Linked DNA regions of Mus musculus: regions 1 and 2 are each linked to region 3. Evidence: chromatin contacts called from public HiChIP or PLAC-seq and promoter capture Hi-C data. All regions are on one chromosome and are shown on one strand. Each heading gives the region's core, a stretch centred on a gene start, on an enhancer-like site or on the middle of the called end of the contact. The rest is flanking DNA. Distances are from core to core; before and after follow the strand shown. Region 1 holds the start of Tmem8b (transmembrane protein 8B). Region 2 holds the start of Arhgef39 (Rho guanine nucleotide exchange factor (GEF) 39). Region 3 holds the start of Dnajb5 (DnaJ heat shock protein family (Hsp40) member B5).

The links. Promoter capture Hi-C pulls out the DNA fragments that hold promoters and counts their contacts. HiChIP or PLAC-seq counts read pairs in DNA pulled down with a chosen protein or histone mark.
Region 1: a contact with region 3 is called in a promoter capture Hi-C map of pre-B cells, with 2.5 times the contacts expected there. The contact joins the promoter of Tmem8b here to the promoter of Dnajb5 in region 3. A contact is called at or near these places in 2 of 39 promoter capture datasets (the C10 cell line and pre-B cells) and 3 of 484 Hi-C or Micro-C datasets (CD4 T cells, embryonic stem cells and regulatory T cells).
Region 2: a contact with region 3 is called in an H3K4me3 HiChIP or PLAC-seq map of fetal liver, with 7 times the contacts expected there. The contact joins the promoter of Arhgef39 here to the promoter of Dnajb5 in region 3. A contact is called at or near these places in 1 of 39 promoter capture datasets (the C10 cell line) and 1 of 115 datasets of contacts at active chromatin or transcription factors (fetal liver).

Annotation. Positions count from the first base shown.
Region 1 is chr4:43,667,330-43,670,642 of GRCm38.p6, forward strand. It overlaps Tmem8b (transmembrane protein 8B), which reads left to right and starts at 1,978. Exons shown (of 13, transcript NM_001368840.1): 1 at 1,978-2,705. The coding sequence starts at 2,177. It overlaps Fam221b (family with sequence similarity 221, member B), which reads right to left and starts at 1,530. Exons shown (of 7, transcript NM_175517.3): 1 at 1,265-1,530.
Region 2 is chr4:43,507,033-43,510,039 of GRCm38.p6, forward strand. It overlaps Arhgef39 (Rho guanine nucleotide exchange factor (GEF) 39), which reads right to left and starts at 1,715. Exons shown (of 12, transcript NM_001013377.3): 1 at 1,553-1,715; 2 at 745-931. It overlaps Car9 (carbonic anhydrase 9), which reads left to right. Exons shown (of 11, transcript NM_139305.2): 1 at 1-363; 2 at 1,282-1,311; 3 at 1,571-1,741; 4 at 1,861-2,003; 5 at 2,086-2,178. The coding sequence starts at 24.
Region 3 is chr4:42,948,167-42,951,482 of GRCm38.p6, forward strand. Dnajb5 (DnaJ heat shock protein family (Hsp40) member B5) reads left to right here and starts at 1,701. Exons shown (of 5, transcript NM_001355438.1): 1 at 1,701-1,838; 2 at 2,310-2,777. The coding sequence starts at 2,596.

The DNA of each region.
Region 1 (3,313 bases), core at 728-3,227, 720 kb after region 3:
TTTCCCAGGGAAGTCCCACTCCCTTCAAACCTGGAAATACATGTCTTACCCTAGTCTTCTGTAGTGCCATCTGCAACTAGCACCACTCTTAATCTTCCAAACACGCCCCAATTGTATCTCTTTCTCACTGCTCCCTTCAATTTGTTCATGTCCTCATTATCTTCTGCCTGGCGGTACAGTACCATTGGCTCTCCACTACCACCTCTGCATATCCACCCACTCAACCTTACACTTAGGACATATTTTATAAACATCCCAAACTAACACTTTACTCAGGCACCATGTATGCATCTGGGACCAGATGAGCTTGAGAGGCAATGCAGCACACAGGAGCAGAATGGATGGCTTGTCTCCAGGATGCTGTGAAGAGGGAGGGTGCTAGATTCACCCTAGAAAGATCCAGGAGGGAAGCTCTTTCCTCCTCCAGCAAGACCTTTTGAACACACACAACCTTCTGAACCAGCCTAATGGATGACATCCAAGTTTCTTGGCCCTGACTGGCAAGGTCTGTTGTCACCACCTCAGACCCTTTCAGGTGCTAAGGAATGAACTGGAGGCTTTTATATGCTGGCAAGTGCTCTATCATGGAGCTACACCCAAAAACCCTTGGTATTTTGAGACAGGGTCTCACTATAGGCCTGGCTGGCCTAGAATTTGGACCAAGCTGGCTTTAAACTGGCAATAATTCTCCTGCCTCTACTTCCCAGGTACTGAAATTACAGGCCAGTGCCACCACTCGGGCTTCCAACACAGACCCTGTCATCTGTACAAGTCTATCATCATTTGTAAGAGCTACTTAAGGATTCACGTGTTTCTCTGATCTGTAGTGTGTCCCGTGTCTCAGAGACAGTATTAGCTACCTTGAGATATTGCATCTTAAGCTCATTAGAGCGATCTCTCAGCAGAAGACCTGGGTTTAATTCTCAACATGGCTGCTCACGACCGCCCGTAATTCTAGTCCCAAGGGCTCTGACCCTCTCTTCCAGCCTCCACAGACACTGTACTCATGTGGTGTACAAATATACACGCAGGCAAACACACCCATACACATAAAATAAAATTAAAGGTTTGTTTTTTAAAAAAGTAATTACTTTCCCTGGGGTCTTTCTACAGGGCAAACTAGCAAAGGGGCAGAGGGAGGATGACGAGAAAGTGGGTGAGAACGCGGACAAAAAGTAGAGGACGAGCGGGGAAGGACAGATGGTATTAGGAAAAGTGGCAGGGTAAAGGGCTGGGGTGGAGGGCTGTTTGAAAAACTACCTACCTCTCTGCTTGGGCTTGGTGATCCCAAGTCCTTAGGTCAGGATCTTTACCTGGGTTGGAGGGGGAAGTATTGATTCTGACCTACGGAATGGTTTTGCTGTTGATGAGCCAGGCTGTAGGTGCTAACTGAGAGGCCTTGTTAAGTTTGTTTGGGAAGGCGTAGGCACCTGCAGACCTTAGCAAAGGGACTCTGGCCCCAGTTGATAAAGGCAGTAAAGGGAAGGAAGAAGAGAGGTCCAGGGCCAATGAAGGATGCGCTCTAGAACCCAGGACAGGCTTCGATCCCCAGGGCAACAGAAATGCCAAGTAGTCTCCAGGGCAACAGAAGTCTTCTCGTCATCTCCGGGCGTGGGTGAGGTTTCCTGAGAGGGCTGCTTTGGATCTAGTTGGGATCAGAGTTGAGTGAGTCTCTCTGTAGGCTGTGCAGACCTAGGAATGGGAGGAACACGGCCCGAGAGGAGCCTGGTTTTGTGAATTTCTGGAAGGTTTCTGTACAGTATGTGAGCCGCGTTCACTGGGAGATGTGGACCTGAGAGGTGACCCAGGGCCGGGCGGTGAGGCTTGAGACAGAGGCTCTAAGGTAGGCAGCGCAGCAGGCTTCAGTTAGAGGCCAATAGAATTGGGTAGGGGCGGGCTTTGCTGAGAGCGGCCAATCGCATGGGGCGCGGGGCGGAGCGTCAGGCGAGCGTCACGCCGCGGCCGCCGCGGGGCCTGGTTAACGCCGGTTCAGCGCAGCCCGGAGTCGCCCAGGCCTGAACTCCTCCCCAGGTCCCGGCCCCGGCCCCGGCCCCGGCCCCAGCCCCGAGCCCGCGAGGACGCCAGAGGCCACCCCCCGGGGGTGGGGAGCGGAGCCGCGGGTCAGCTCTACGAGCGTCCCGTGCTGGCCTGGCCGGCCCCGCCCCCGCCCCGGGCCATGGCCCAGCCCTTGTCCCGGCCCCTCATCCTATCCCAATTTCAGCCTTGGCCTCCGGCCACGCCCTCGCCCCGCTTCCCAAACCTGTCCAGGCCCCGGCCGGTGTCCCAGCGAATGTCCAGGTCCAGGTCCCCGCTTCAACCCCGGTCCCTGCCCCCAGCCTGGCCGCTATCTCCGCCTCGGCCCTTGTTCCACCCCTTGTCACAATTCCCAGCCCAGCATCTGACCCTGTCCCATTCCCCGCGTTTGCTTAAGCCCCTGGCCCAGCCACAGCCCTTGCTTCAATCTCCATCACACCCACTCCTTCCATCACACCTTCTGCCCTTGTTTGAGCCCCGGTGCTCAGTTCAGCGCCACCCAAAAAAAGCCCAGTCTTTGCCCCCATCTCTATGTTTGCCCAAGTCTCTTCCACTGGGTCCCCGCCTCTCTCATACTCTACCCCTCTCCCAGCCTCGACTCAGGTCTGGGCTCCAGCTGCCACCAGCCCTATTGCTGCTGTTGCTGTTTTCTGTCCTTGGTCCAGGGGCTGGTGAGTGGAGAAGCGGAAAGGATTGAGACCGGATGGGGTTCCAGGGAGGGATAGCTTGGAAAGAGTCGGGAGAGGTGGGACTTGGTGAGCTCGGTCACTGGGGGAAGAAATGTGTGTGTGTTGGAGGGGAAGAGCAAGAAGGGGGCTTACACAAGAGATGGATTTGCAGCCTTTAAGAGTGGTGAGGCAGGGACTCTCAGGTAGTTCAGCAGGTTGCTAATAGTCCTCAAGAGATGGAGATCTCCTTTCCCGGTGTCCATCCTGACTCCTTGAGTCTGGCTTACCCTGGGAAGTCTTGGGGACTTTGCTCCTTTTGTTTCCAAAGTTTTATGGAGAGGACATAGTAAAAGCTTTTATTGTAACCTGAGATATGGAGACACTGTAGCCTAAAACTTTGAGATAACAAACACGCATTAAAAGAAAAAAGGGCTGAAAAGCAGTTTTGAAGACAATATGTTGCATTATATAGATGGACATGGGTTATTTACTCTTTCTTCTTGTGCTGGGTCTTTCCCTAAGCAATCATAGCTGGGCTAAGGATAGTTTTTGATACGTTTAAAGCATGACTGAACCTCAGCACAATTCTGCAGATGAGGAAACTGAGGCTC
Region 2 (3,007 bases), core at 465-2,964, 560 kb after region 3:
CCTGGGACACCCCAGTCAGCTGCATGGCCTCCCTGGGCCCCAGCCCCTGGGCCCCTTTGTCGACCCCAGCCCCTACTGCACAGCTGCTGCTGTTCCTGCTGCTCCAAGTGTCTGCTCAGCCCCAGGGCCTGTCCGGGATGCAGGGGGAGCCCTCCTTGGGAGACAGTTCATCTGGGGAGGATGAGCTGGGCGTGGATGTTCTGCCCAGTGAAGAGGATGCACCTGAAGAGGCGGATCCACCCGATGGGGAGGATCCACCTGAAGTTAATTCTGAAGACAGGATGGAGGAGTCCCTTGGGTTAGAGGATCTATCGACTCCCGAGGCTCCTGAGCACAGTCAAGGTTCCCACGGGGATGAAAAAGGTAAGTGGTCATTAACTTCCAAATCTAGGCTCAGGTAAGTTTATGCCTTGTCCTCCCCCACTCCCCTCTCTTCCCCGAAATGCTAGCTGAGAGCATTCGGCAATTATACTCTAATAGGTAGTCTTTCCCCCCTAAAAGGAGAGAAGAAAAAAAAAGCCGAGAATAGGGGGAAATTAAAGAGGAAATAGAACTGGGAATGGACAGAGGGGGAAAATAAGTGTGTGTGTGTGTGTGTGTGTGTGTGTGTGTGAAGAGAGGGAGGTAGAGAGAATGAGAGACAGACAGACAGAGACAGACACAGAGAGACAGAGACAGAGAGATGAAAAGGGAAGAGAAGGGGGCTCCTGGAAGACACACAAGGAGCTCACAGCCGTTACTCACCTATGATTTGCGGTGTGGGAAAAGACAGGTGGAGGAACTTTGGTTTGCTCTGGGGGCGGAGGATGAGATAAGGTCTTATTGTGTAGATCGGATTGGCCTTGAACTAGTTCTGCCCTTTACCTTCTTCTTCCTCCGAGTTCTGGGATTTCAGGTGTGTGCGCCACCGTGCTTGGCTCTAAGCCAGGAACTTTAGACAGGAAAGAGAGATGAGTGGGAAGGTGGGTGAGTAAGGGAAAAAGAACGATGATTTGGATCTCAAACTGAAGCCGTGCCTACAGACCCTAGTTTGCAAACTATCGGTAGGGCTACTGATGGCTCCTGCAGTGATGGTGGCGGTGGCGGAGTCCCAGCTGGTGGTAGTCCACTGTGCTTCACACCAGCCTTGCTACATTCCTTTCTATTACGTGCAACACTCTTGTAAGACATCCGGGGCTGTGAGGCCCCCTGCCAGAGCGGGAGGGAATATTTTTTTATTCTGGGCACTGGGAAGGGACTGGGCTGTAAGAGTGGGCTTATTAATTCTTCTCATTTATGCAGGGGGTGGCCACAGTCATTGGAGCTATGGAGGTAAGACACGGCCGGCTACACAGACCCAATCTGGGAGCCCAGCCCTGGTGATCTGCCGCACCAACATTCCCAGTAGTAGCCCTAGACTGGACCCAGGTCCTACTCTATGGCCCCCCTCCCGCGCCCCGCACTCCCCCACGCCAGTCCCTGGAGCGCCCCCCCTTCCTCCCACCCCAAGCGTCCTGACTCCACCCCTCACTTATCCTAACGGTTCTTGTCCAAATCGCTAGACTTCTTGCACCTTTTCCTCTCATCCCAGGCACCCTACTCTGGCCCCAGGTGTCCCCAGCCTGTGCTGGCCGCTTTCAGTCCCCGGTAGACATCCGCCTGGAGCGCACCGCATTCTGCCGCACTCTGCAACCCCTGGAACTTCTGGGTTATGAGCTCCAGCCTCTCCCGGAACTGAGCCTATCCAACAATGGCCACACGGGTGAGGTGTCTGGGGCGGGACCTATGGAGGGGAGTGGCAATCAAGCTGTGCACTTAGGAGTTCTGCTGGTGCTCACGCTCACGTGTGGGTAGACTTCTCACTTGCCACTCCCCACGCAGTACAGCTGACTCTGCCGCCGGGGCTGAAGATGGCTCTGGGACCTGGGCAGGAATACCGGGCCTTGCAGTTGCATCTACACTGGGGAACTTCAGATCACCCAGGCTCAGAACACACAGTCAATGGTCACCGTTTCCCTGCTGAGGTGGGGACTGGGCTGTCCCAAGAAGAAGCAAGAGGGTATGATCAGAGGTCTGGCCACTATCTGATCCTTCCATCCTCTCTAGATCCACGTGGTGCACCTCAGTACTGCTTTCTCCGAACTTCATGAAGCCTTGGGCCGCCCAGGAGGCCTGGCAGTTTTGGCTGCCTTTCTGCAGGTACCCTATTTGACATTCACGTCCTGTGGGTTCATGCATCTGGCTAGCAGAGACACCATTCCAAGCACAAGCGCAAGCTGGTCAATTAGCTCTCAGCCCCATTCACTCCTTTGTTCATTCACTCAGCACCAGCAGGGAACCAGGAAGCAGACTAACACAAGGCTTCCTTTAGGAGGAAGGCTGTCTTGACAGTCATAAGTGACGAACACGGAAAAAATAATGGCCACAGAGGAGGCGAAACTTAAATCTTTCACTGATGGGAAACAAGGAGGAATACTGCACAGAGAGAGGTCAGCGTGAGCAAGGCTGGAGTATGGACCAGTTAGGGAGTGCCACAGCAACAAGCTATGCCCTGGGAAGAGCCATTTCTCTGCTGCTTCTGTGGCCCCTCACTTCCCCTTCATGAAGTGCAGTATTCAGTGACCTCTTTGTACCTGTAATAATCAAGAACGTACACTCCAAGGTGGGAGGAAGCCAGGAAGTGAGGACGCCTATGAGACTTACCAGTGTGACATTCACAGCACAAAGTTCAGGGAAGTTCCTCAGGAGCAGGCGGGCAGGCGTGAGTTATTAAAGTGAACGCAAAGGCAGTACAAGTATAACATACATGATGGTCTTCTTCAGGAAACCACGGCGTGTGTGTGTGTGTGTGTGTGTGTGTGTGTGCGAGAGAGAGAGAGAGAGAGAGAGAGAGAGAGAGAGAGAGAGAGAGAGAGAGAGTGTAAATAGTGATGAGTGAAACGATGGACCTAGATCTTGAGGGCCAGGCAGCCTGGGAAACTTTCTCCCCTTCAGTTTGCCATTGCTAATTCATTTGCAAAGCAAGAGT
Region 3 (3,316 bases), core at 451-2,950:
TCCCACCCGCATCTTACGGCCCCCTTATCCAGTTCCCATCCCATCTCCTTCAACCAGATACCTGTTCAGTCCTCATACTGCGGGCTCCACACCCCCTTCCTTGCCCCTCTGCCCAACTCCTCTTTTCACCCTAGCTCCTTTTTCTATTTTAAACTCAAATTCCTTTGCACTTGGGAGTTCATGTGGAACAATGGGAAAAGAAGGGTTGTTAAGAATATGCAGAACTTGCCCCCCACCCCCAAAGACCCAGTCCCCTTTCCTGCCCTATTCTGGGGCCTAGGTACTCCAAGCCTCAGTTTACAGTTCCAACTGCTCTTCATGGCCTCATAGATATCTAAATCCGGTCCTGAGAACTGGCGAAGAATAAGGTGAGAGAATTTTCTCAAGCCTTTGTCACCAAATCTCCCAAGAACCCCCTCCCCCTCTTCACCCCCAGATTACCCCCATCCACCCCCCCCCCCCGCTCCCTCCAGCACAGATGGGCCTGGGAGACAGTAACGTGGGCGCCAAGCTCGGTGTCTGCTGGAGCGGCGGCTTCCGCTGGCGACCGCCTCCGCAGGCCCGCCTGCTCCGAGTATCGGGGACACTGGGGCTGAGATTTAATGATTTACTAGGGGGCTGGGGGGCCAGAGATGACAGTGCATGAGGGTGCTAAGAAAGAGGATCATGAAAAGCTGAGGTAAAAGATTAAAGGGGGAACTATGAGCTATGAGATTGCAGACTATGGAAGCAGGGAATTGAATTAAGAATTAAGACAAAAGGCGGGAGATGGAGGGGGAAGTAAAAAGATACAGAACAGGGCAGAAATTTGGTGTGAGGGAAGACCAGGTATCACAGGGGGTAAGAAAAAGGACGGGGGGGGGGGGCGGGCAGCGAGGAGAAGATGGAAGGTTAGTTTATAACGAGGTTGAACTGGACACTGTGGACTCCAAGTGGCTGAGAAGCCACTGCTCCTAAGCGAGCCGCTGTGAAAGGACTGAAGATGGAGGGCATCTGGACAGAGACTCAGGAAGGTGTTACCAGTTACTAGCGCAGAGGATAATCACAGGGGCACTTAGAATCTCAGCTCTATCCGGCTCTGTTTTGTGTTACAGTTAAACCATGGCAGGTCAATCCCAGGTCAAGACAAGGGAAAGCTAAACCAGGCCAGGTCAAGTTGGATCACAATCTGATAGAAGACGAGTAAGAAGGGATGAGCTTTGGATACTGATCCAGAGCCTTTGCCTCTCCTTCGACTCGAAAGAATGCCTGGTGTCACCAACAACTGATGAGTGCAGCTTTCCTAATAGGTTGTCTTTGAGGTTGCACTCGTTCCAGAAGGTTCTCCCTGGACTCAGGCGGTGGCTAGAATGTCTCACCTTCTCATACTGGAGACTGGACTAATATAGTTGCCCACACTGGCTTGGGTCGAAATCACAGGGACCAGCCAATAAAATCAAAGGGCGCCTGGAGTTGCCTCCCTATGTTCTTTTCACCAATAACACGACGAGATGGAGAAGAGGTGTGGTTGATTGATCCCAGAGGGCACCAATCACACCCACACCAATCACTGCCCGGAATGTGTGCGCGTGTGGCCGGGTGACAGGGGCGGAGAAGAGGTGGCTATCACCCGGACGCTCGTTGAGAGGTATCCAATCACAGAAGAGTCTGAGCTGAGTGACGGATAGACCGGGCAATGGGAAGCGCGGAGGCGGAGCCGTGGGGGCGGGCTCCCGGTCCCGCTGTCTGCGGCCGGCGGGCAGGCGACTCCTGTCCCGAGTGGAGGCGGCGGAGCCGGAGCCGGGGGAGGGGGCAGCGGCTGATAGAAGGACCGCGGCGGCGCCCGCAGCTCCTCACCGGTGAGGGCGCTGAGCGAGGACTCGGGGGTCCCGGGAGTGGGGCGTCGAGAAGAGAGGTCCTGGTATGGGGGGTTGGGACACCGTGGGCCCATAGTCTCCTCTGTCGTAGGGGTGAGGGGCCTGGGAGCTCGGGGTCTGCCAGGTGCTGGGTATCTGCGACAAGGGTCGGGTTGGGTCGGGTCGGATTGGGTTGCGCCGGGCGGAGGCGTTTCTGAGCAGGCCAGCCAGCCAGCTGGGGTGACATCACCGACCCCCCTCCCCCGCGCGAACCCCCTTCCTTCCTCTCCCTGCCGCGCCTTTTGTCCGGGCCAGGCTCGGCTCTGCCCCGCCCCTCCCCGCCCATCTGCGGGGGAGGAGACTCCCCGTCAGTGACTTCATTGAGTAGGTTCTTGGGGATTGGGCTTGGGTCCTCCCCAGAGAGGCGAGAGGAGCTCACTGACTCTCAGGCCCTCACTATCACACCTGTCACAGGTACACACGCTGCCACTCAACAACTACACACTGTCACTGCCAGCCTCACTGTCACACAGCCGAACAGGCGCTCACATCATTCAGCCAGACACTGCTGCACCTGAGAGCAGGTGGCCACTGGATCCTCTCTCTGCACTCTACACCTGGGGACCGGGTCCAGCTCCCTGGGCACGATACAGGCCTTGCTGGGTCACGGCCTCTGGGAATCTGAGGAGGTGGCTTCCAGAGCTACAGCGTCCCAAGCAGGCTCCGGTGGAGCGATCAGAGGTGAGGGGCTTGGCTGGGCATGTTTAAGCGCACAGTGCTGTCCTGCCCACCCCCAGCAGCACCCCCACTGCAGGCTCGAGGAGCTTTCCGGAGCTTCCCACACTTCTGGGGAGAAGACTTCTTAGCCAGCTTGATGTTTAAAATTCAGCTGGAGCCCTTAAAACTTCGAGCGTGGACGCTGAATGGGTTTGTAAAGTTTCGGTAAGTCCCTCCTGAGAAGGGCGCTCATACCCATGCCAAGTCAGATTCTCCACATCAGCCATTCCCTGCATTGCCTCCTTCCTTCCTCCCTGTCATCCTCATCTCCCCCCGGTATGTGCATGAGTCCCCTTGACCTCACCTGTACTTTTGAATGAATTGTACCCCATGTCATTCATCTCTCTCTCAAACTCATGTTTCCACGAATATCTCCAATATTTCAGCTCTTAGGTTCTCCCTCCCAACCCATCAGTAACGTGTGGTCCACTTCAGCCTTTTCCTTTTGTCATCTCTCATCCCTGTCCGTCAGACCCTGTCTCCTCCCTGTACTTGATGGTCCCTCTTGCTATCTGTCCTCATTTTTTCTTTCATCCCTAGCTCTACCTTGACATACTCATTCTTCATCAAAGGCAGAGCCATGCCTTGGGGCTCCTTTGTCATCCTACCACGTGGCTTGTGGGGAGGGAGAGGGAAGGAGGGTGGAAAGAAGGAGGGAAAGGAGGCAGGTCCTGAGAGTTTGCCCTGTGTCTGTAGAGGCAAGA